Regions from separate parts of the Mus musculus genome. Here region 2 is linked to region 1. Evidence: chromatin contacts called from public Hi-C data. All regions are on one chromosome and are shown on one strand. Each heading gives the region's core, a stretch centred on a gene start, on an enhancer-like site or on the middle of the called end of the contact. The rest is flanking DNA. Distances are from core to core; before and after follow the strand shown.

Region 1 (3,611 bases), core at 1,044-3,543:
AGGATGGCTGAAAGCACTTCCACCGTTCTCTTCCTTGTGAAGGCACTGAGTACCTCTTGATTGGCAGGAGGACCCTTGCTGTAATAAAACACAAGAGAATAGACAGAGCTGTCTACACATATCTCTGATTTGAAGTTTATATAATTTACTCCGGGGCTCCACCCACTCTAGGCATGGGAGGGGATTGCTCGCTGAAGGCATCCCGCCAGGCTAAGACACTACCATGGTTGCAGAGGAAGTTGGTAGACCTTTTGCCATGGCAACACATCTTTTGCACTTTCTGGGTGCAATGAAGATGGGCAGAGTCAAGTTTCTCTGGCTTACAAACAATAACCAAAGTTTTCCTACAGGCAGTGTTTGCCTAGTTTAGGGTGAGGATCAGCCTCCTGCCTGTTGAAAGAGGCAGAGCCCTGCTGTAACCCCAACATTTCAAACATGTTTTTGCTTGAAAAGATAGTCACCGCCTGCGGCTGTCCACTGCAGCCTCTCTTGCACGTGCTTCTCTGAGGCTCTGGCATGTGTCGCTCTGCAGTCACTGGCAGCTGCTGCTCAGCGCAGGAGATTCCAGCAGGTGAGGAATGCATATTATGCAAACCATGGCAACCAGAAACACCAACATCTCCTGTACCCTGAAAACTGATGGGGTAGCTTTGGCAGCCCAGCCCATGTGATAGAGCCCAGTTCTGTAATAGAACCAGTGTAGATCCTGAAACTGTGCCAATTCACTCACCAAGAGATCAGGTGTGCTGAAGTGGTCAGAAATATTGCACCAGGGCTGACCTGGGTTTGGATCCTGGTTCTAAGCCTTGGTAATTGTTTGACCTTGAGCAAGGTCTAGGATAGCTCTGGTGTCTCTGTGTCCTCATTTGTAAAGTGGAGAAAACATCTCTCAAGTCTGTTGCAGATATTAAGGGAGCTAGGACAGTAACAGAGCCTTGTCTGCTGCAGACTAACACTTTGAGACGTGTTAGCTTGTCCGGTCAGAGTTTCCTTATTTATAAGTTAGTGTGTTCAACATTTCTAGCTCCATGGCAGACCTCTCCCAAGTGACTGGGAACATCTTTTCTGAGATGTCTCCAAAGCTCCTCTGTCCCTCTGTGTCCAGCACACAAAGGGATAAGTTGCAATTGTTCCCTAGTCAATCAATCCAGGGGCTCCCCAGTGCTCTCTGCCTTCTTGGACCCCAGCTTCTCCCTCACTGCACAGTCCCTGCTCCAGGCATCCAGGTGAGCATCTACCAAAGCAGTATAGGCCCTTCTCTCACCACCTCACCTGGCACCTCTCCAATCTGATCTCCAGGAGCCATTAACAGTGGTGCTTCCTAAGTCTTCATCATACACATACATGTTTGATGCCAAAATCCTTCAACGGCTTCCACAGACTCCTAGCATAGAGCCTAATACCCTTACCTGCTGGCTTCCTCAGATCTTTCTCTGTCTCCTCGCTCTTTTGAGTCCAGACACATTGGCTTAATTTCAGTCATTTAGCACAACTCAAGCCATCCACCCTAGGAAACCTGTGTACCTTCTGTCTTCCCATCCCCGGTTTTCTTTCTAAGCTAAGTTTGTTGTTAGGTACACTCTGATGTCTCTATATGCCTGTAGGCTAAAAGATCCAAGAGAGCAATGACTTAGGACAGCAAGCAGCCCACGGATAGGGGCTCAGGATTTCTAGAACTATGTATTGAATTGAAGTCGCACATGTGTTTAATACTTCTCTGAGCATTACCTCATTTAGCATTGATGCCAGCCTTAATGTTGTGTGACCTTGTCCCACTTTCATAGGCACATGCTAGGGAGCACAGCAGTTTGTTGCAGATCATAAAGAGGGTGAAAGGGGAAATTGAAGACTAAGCAGCCTAGCTGGAAATCAATCCCCTTCTCAAAGGTGCTTTGCCAACCTCTCCTTAGTCCTGTATTGTTCAAAACCTCTGTCAGGAGCACCCACTAGCTGCACCCAGAAATCGAACTGCTCTGAGTTACAGGCCCAGTGTGTCTGCCTTTACTATCTAACTACTGCTGTCCTCCAGATAGTTCTTCCCCATTCACGCATGTTTGCCTAAGAGAGAGAGAGAGAAAACTCTCTTGGCAAATGGAAAACTAAGCCTCTGCTCATAATTACCCAAGTGCCCAAGACATCTCGCATCTCCCTGCCCTGTCCCCACAAACACTACCCAAGCACTTCCACTTCCCCTTGTCCAAAACCCAGTAAACCACTTCAGCTTGTCAAGCAGTAAGAGGAGGGGATCTGCTCCAAAAGCGGCTGAGGAAGAAATGACGTCTGACAAGAGGCTGATGAGTCATCCTGGGAGCCCTGCAGAGTTTTCCAGAAACCCACTGTCATCACAATGGACCTGATAAGAGAGAGGCAGGGAGGTCAGTCAAGGCAGTACTAGAGTTGTGTGTTCACAAGCAGAAGAATATGGGTATGCCCTAAAAGGGGGGCGCGGGGGTTAGGGGTGTCTCTAGAGCCTGCATGAGGGTAGCCCTACTGAGTTTAGTCTCTGAAGATAAATTTCTGACTTTTGGCCTCCCAAACCATAAAATGATAACTTTGTGTAGCTTAAGCCACTAGGTAGGTGTGTGTGTGTGTGTATTTAGCAATTTGCAACACTAGCCACAGGAAACCAACACATCAGGCTTATCCTCTCTTCCCACTCCATAATCTTTCCATTACCTGAAGCCAACAGGAAGCCAACTGGCTGAGAAGCAAGAGAAGGATCCAGGCAAGTGCGCTCTGCCCTCTGGGACCCCTTTAGTGTGCTGTTGAATCTAGCATGTTCACATTTACAAAGCCCATTTTTCTCAGTCCTATTTTCAAATCCTTTATAGTGTACACACATCTTTTTCCTACGTGTATTCTGATTTAAGTGTGTTTGGGGAGCGGGAAAGAATGACAAATTAAAACCATTTACAGCAACAGGAACATGTGTACAACACTCACTCTCTCCTGATTCATTCAAACTTCATTGCTTGCTTACGCCTTAGAACCAAGAACGGCATGTGGCCAAGAAATACTTGAATGAAATAGTCATATGATTTTATAGATTTGTTTTAATTTTTTTCCTGTTTTATTATCGTATGAATCAAAACAGGTGCCATTAGCTCATCTTTCGCAGTAACAGTGGTAATTCAAACATTCTATAAAATGAAAGCATTTCATCAAGACAAATGCCACCACACTATCACGTGTGTGGCTCCCTTCTCTGAGTCACATCCCATCAATGTGACTTGGCAGCTCATCAGATCCCATCAGCCCAGTGGTTGAAAAAAAAAAAAAAATGGGTCACTGCACCGTGACAAAAGGACAGTCGATGAACATACAAGCAATTAAGAAAAGTTTGAGCCCCAGTGGTCACAAATGCCCAGAGGAAGCTTGTCCTTGAAGTGTGTGGGTGCCAGAGGCAGCACACAGGTCACTAGCAGCCCACCAGGGACACTTTTAAGAATCCAGACAGAAGGAAGTGGCTGAAAGCCACTGCTGAGGAGGACCCGAGGACTGGGGGAGGGGTCACTTTCTGCATTTATTAGCATTTAATTGAAACATTCTGCAGTCTTCTGTCCCAGGACCTTTGCAAAAAGTGGGAAGGGATCTCAACAGAAAAACTCAAC
Region 2 (3,611 bases), core at 655-3,154, 190 kb before region 1:
TAACAGTAAAATAAGCTTTACACTCATAACCCATGCTTAAGGTGTCCTCTGACCTTTCTCTTTATCTGACTAGCCTATAAACCTGTACAGTGTCCCTCATAAACCACCTTAAAATCTCATTCACTTTCTTAAAAGCTTTTTAAAAAATCATATAAACATGCATAGCAAACATTTTGCCTTAATCTTTGAAATCCTTTGACCAAGTCAACCTCAATAGGCATGAAGACCTTACCCATGGCTACTGTTAGACACTCACATGTGACACCCTCTATTGAGCCAGCTCCTACTCTTGCTTCAAGCGAATGAAGCAGTTCTTCACTTTCTTTTGTTTGTCTCTCCCTCTCTCCTCCTCCTTCTCCTCCTCCTCTGGCTTCTCCCTCTCCTCTCTGACTTTGCTAAAGATAATGCTACAACCTTTTCTTAATAATTCTAACTTTACATTTCACTAACTCTCATTTCCATTTCAAACAGCAGACTTTTAGATCTGATAGACAAAGATTAAGCTTTTGGGAGTTTTGATTTGTACTAATTTTTGCTGTAATTATGAGCAGTTGCAAGTACATCTGTCAGCCACTGATATTAATGTGTATATTCAAGCCCATGCCCAAGCCCATGCCCATACACAGTATTAGAGGTGAGAGCAAGCACCCTGCACCCTCGGAGTGCTATTCCTTGGGGGCTTTGTGTCTTGATGTAGGAGAGGAGTGGCTAAGGGTGTGCGGTCTGGGATCTGATATTGTTTAAACCCCAGACCCACCTCTTACAACCCATGTAACTCTGGAAAGTAACCTGACCATTATCTGTAAAAACTAAGAAAACTTTAGAGTAACTAAGAGAACTAAATGTAATCACCTACATGGTGTGTGTGTGTATGTGTGTGTCCCATTTAGTCCTGAGTACTCCCTCCCTTTAACCAGTTAGATTCTCCACATGCACAAAGGAAAGGGAATTGAGAAAAAAAATCCATTATTTTATGTCATTGTCTTCTGAAATCCCAGAACTTATCTTTAGCAAAGAAATCACTGAATTCACAATTTGCCCATTTTTCCAGAACTGTGACATAGTTCCATGGACTGTGGTTTTTACATCTACATGTGATTTTTTAATGTTATCTTCATAAGATTTCAAAGACCTCTATAACACTATTTTATCAATTTTCCAGGAGCTGTTTGTTTTACCCCTCTGCAGCAGTAATATTTTTGTATTTGCAAAACAAAATCCATCATTAAAAATGTCCTCTGAGATGGCCTAGTCGGCCATCAATGGGAGGAGAGGCCCTTGGTCCTGTGAAGATTATATCCCCCAGTACAGGGGAATGCCAGGGCCAGGAAGCAGGAGTGGGTGGGTTGGGGAGCAGGGCAGGGGGAGGGTATAGGGGACTTTCGGGATAGCATTTGAAATGTAAATGAAGAAACTATCTAATAAAAAAAAGTCCTCTGAGCATCACCGTTGGAGAAGGAGGGAAGCAAGGTTAAGGGTGTCCAAAGTTACTGCATACCCTAGTAAGTATTTTCTTTTCTAAAACTTCAATGAACATCTAGAACAAACTTCAATCTCTTGAGTTTTTGTTCCCATAAAATGCTAGTCTTGAAGAAATTAAAATCAGACACACTGATAAACACCATTAAATAGCAATTGCTAACAATCATTTTGAATGTAAAATACCATTCAGTCAGTTGAAGATAGACCTTGTATTAATCCAAATATATAGTCTATTAGTTTAAGGTCCAACTTATTACTATATAGATTTCCAAAACGTTCACACTAAATTTTCCATCTAAATGTCAACTTCAACATATGAGATACCAGGCAAAATAAAAATTAAACCTGAAAACCTCCTTATTAGGGAACCACAGGTCTCCTGACTAATTCCGTCATTTCTACTATGCACAGTACTGCTTTTAAGTTCCTCTTTATGGTAAAGGAAAATCTGACTTCCTGAAATGTACACTCATTTGTAGCTTTAATAGCCCTTGATAGCTTGAGGGAAAAGAAAGCCACATAGAAAACATGAGCCCATCCTCTCTGTTCCGTGGTCTTCTCATCTCCGAGCCACTGTCTTAGCAAAACTCTAGGTTAATCCAAATTACATTACAGTTTTTCATGTGGTTCGGCCTATGTATCTGATTTTTAAAGGGTCATGAATTGTAACAGCCACTGAAAATTATAGACTTGATGGGGTTAATGTCCTCTGTAATTTATCTGGGCTTTTATCCCTCTTTGACTCTCTGCTTCTCCTGCACAAAGATTAAACATGTATCCTTAACTCCAATTGAGGCCATGTATGTAATACGAACTGCAGCAGGAGGAGAGGTTACATGTGAAGAAGGAGGAGCAGTATGCAAACCAGGCACTTGTCCTATACATGACATTCAAACATGTTTCCTCAATGGACCTTTTCCAAGCACAACTCTGTGCCCTTAATTATGATGAAGGCACTACACACAATATTCCCTATTTTAGTAGAAGCCATGCAAGATAGGTAAAAAATAATTCAATTATTGGTGAGGAGCCATTTTTTTCTCTCTTAAATGAATGTCCTTGAACAATTCACTATTAAATCCTGGTGGCCTGAGGCTTTATCATTCTACAATCCATGTTCACATAAATCAAAATGAATAAGGCTTTAGAGCAGCAAACATAGGCACAAGAAGAAGCTGGCTGGCTGAGAGTAAGGTTGCCAAAGACTGCCTTGAGATGACTAAATTGCTAACACATTAATATTAATTTTTTAGCCAAAAACAATAAATTGGCTTCTAATAACATGATATGAAATTGTACATTTGTTGCTATAAAAGCCCTTCCCTAAATGAACACAAGTTTTATGGCAGGTTTGAAACTCTAAGATGTAAGACTGTAGGAATTTATTTGCCATGACAGTCTGTGATGCGGGCTTAGTATAATGGGAGACACAGTGTCCTGAAGAATCAATCCCTCGGCGCATCTTCACCTGTTCTTTCACTATTGTAGATGTGAGTCTGTTGTTGACTGCTCTTTGGCAAATCTAGACTATTTTTTCCTACAACAAAACTAAAAGCTCTGGCCATAAAATATTCAGGATGCATGAAGAATGAACGGGAATACAAGTTCACTGGCTGTGCCTCTTTCCTGTCTCTAAGAAAGATAGCTTTATCCCAAGGCTTTGCTCTGCTTCCCATGGTGTGGAGGGAAGGGGACTGGCTGCTCCCTCGAGAGCCACAGGTACTAGAAAAGGAGGCTCAGGAGAGTGTGCATATCACAGGGGCAACCTCTCATTGCACAGTATACCACATGGTTGCAGCATGACTGACATCTCCCAAGTAGGAAGTGGTTTTATTTACTTAGTAGAGAATAGCGATACAGGTGATGAAAACTTATCCTGAATAAACTACACCCACTCTGGCTTTGCAATAAAGCAAATGAGCTTAGTCTGTTTTATGTGGGACTTTAGGGATCTGTGTCAATACAGTAACACGCTGTTAATTAAATTACCCATCTCGAAAGATAGACCATCGACCCAATAGAAAAAAATCTCTTTGTTTACTTTCCATGTCTTTGCTTCAAGAGGGATAAGATTGTGACGGTGGGAGGAGCAGCTTTGTTTTGAGATGTAAATGGAATTTTCCTACAAA

The links. Hi-C and Micro-C count contacts between places; a contact is called where the count stands out from the background.
Region 2: a Hi-C map of bone marrow-derived macrophages shows a contact between it and region 1, with 32 read pairs. The contact joins two enhancer-like sites. A contact is called at or near these places in 3 of 484 Hi-C or Micro-C datasets (the HPC-5 cell line and bone marrow-derived macrophages) and 1 of 115 datasets of contacts at active chromatin or transcription factors (heart atrium).

What each region holds. Positions count from the first base shown.
Region 1 is chr3:109,253,808-109,257,418 of GRCm38.p6, reverse strand. No RefSeq gene overlaps it. Among named protein-coding and RNA genes, the nearest start is that of Vav3, 85 kb to the left of the region's middle. Within about 2 kb of position 2,293, at least 129 of the 459 cell types and tissues checked have an H3K27ac peak or open chromatin away from gene starts, as enhancers often do. A contact at or near this core is called in bone marrow-derived macrophages, where this site is marked.
Region 2 is chr3:109,446,759-109,450,369 of GRCm38.p6, reverse strand. The region is part of intron 2 of Vav3 (vav 3 oncogene); the gene reads right to left. Among named protein-coding and RNA genes, the nearest start is that of Vav3, 110 kb to the right of the region's middle. Within about 2 kb of position 1,904, at least 35 of the 459 cell types and tissues checked have an H3K27ac peak or open chromatin away from gene starts, as enhancers often do. A contact at or near this core is called in bone marrow-derived macrophages, where this site is marked.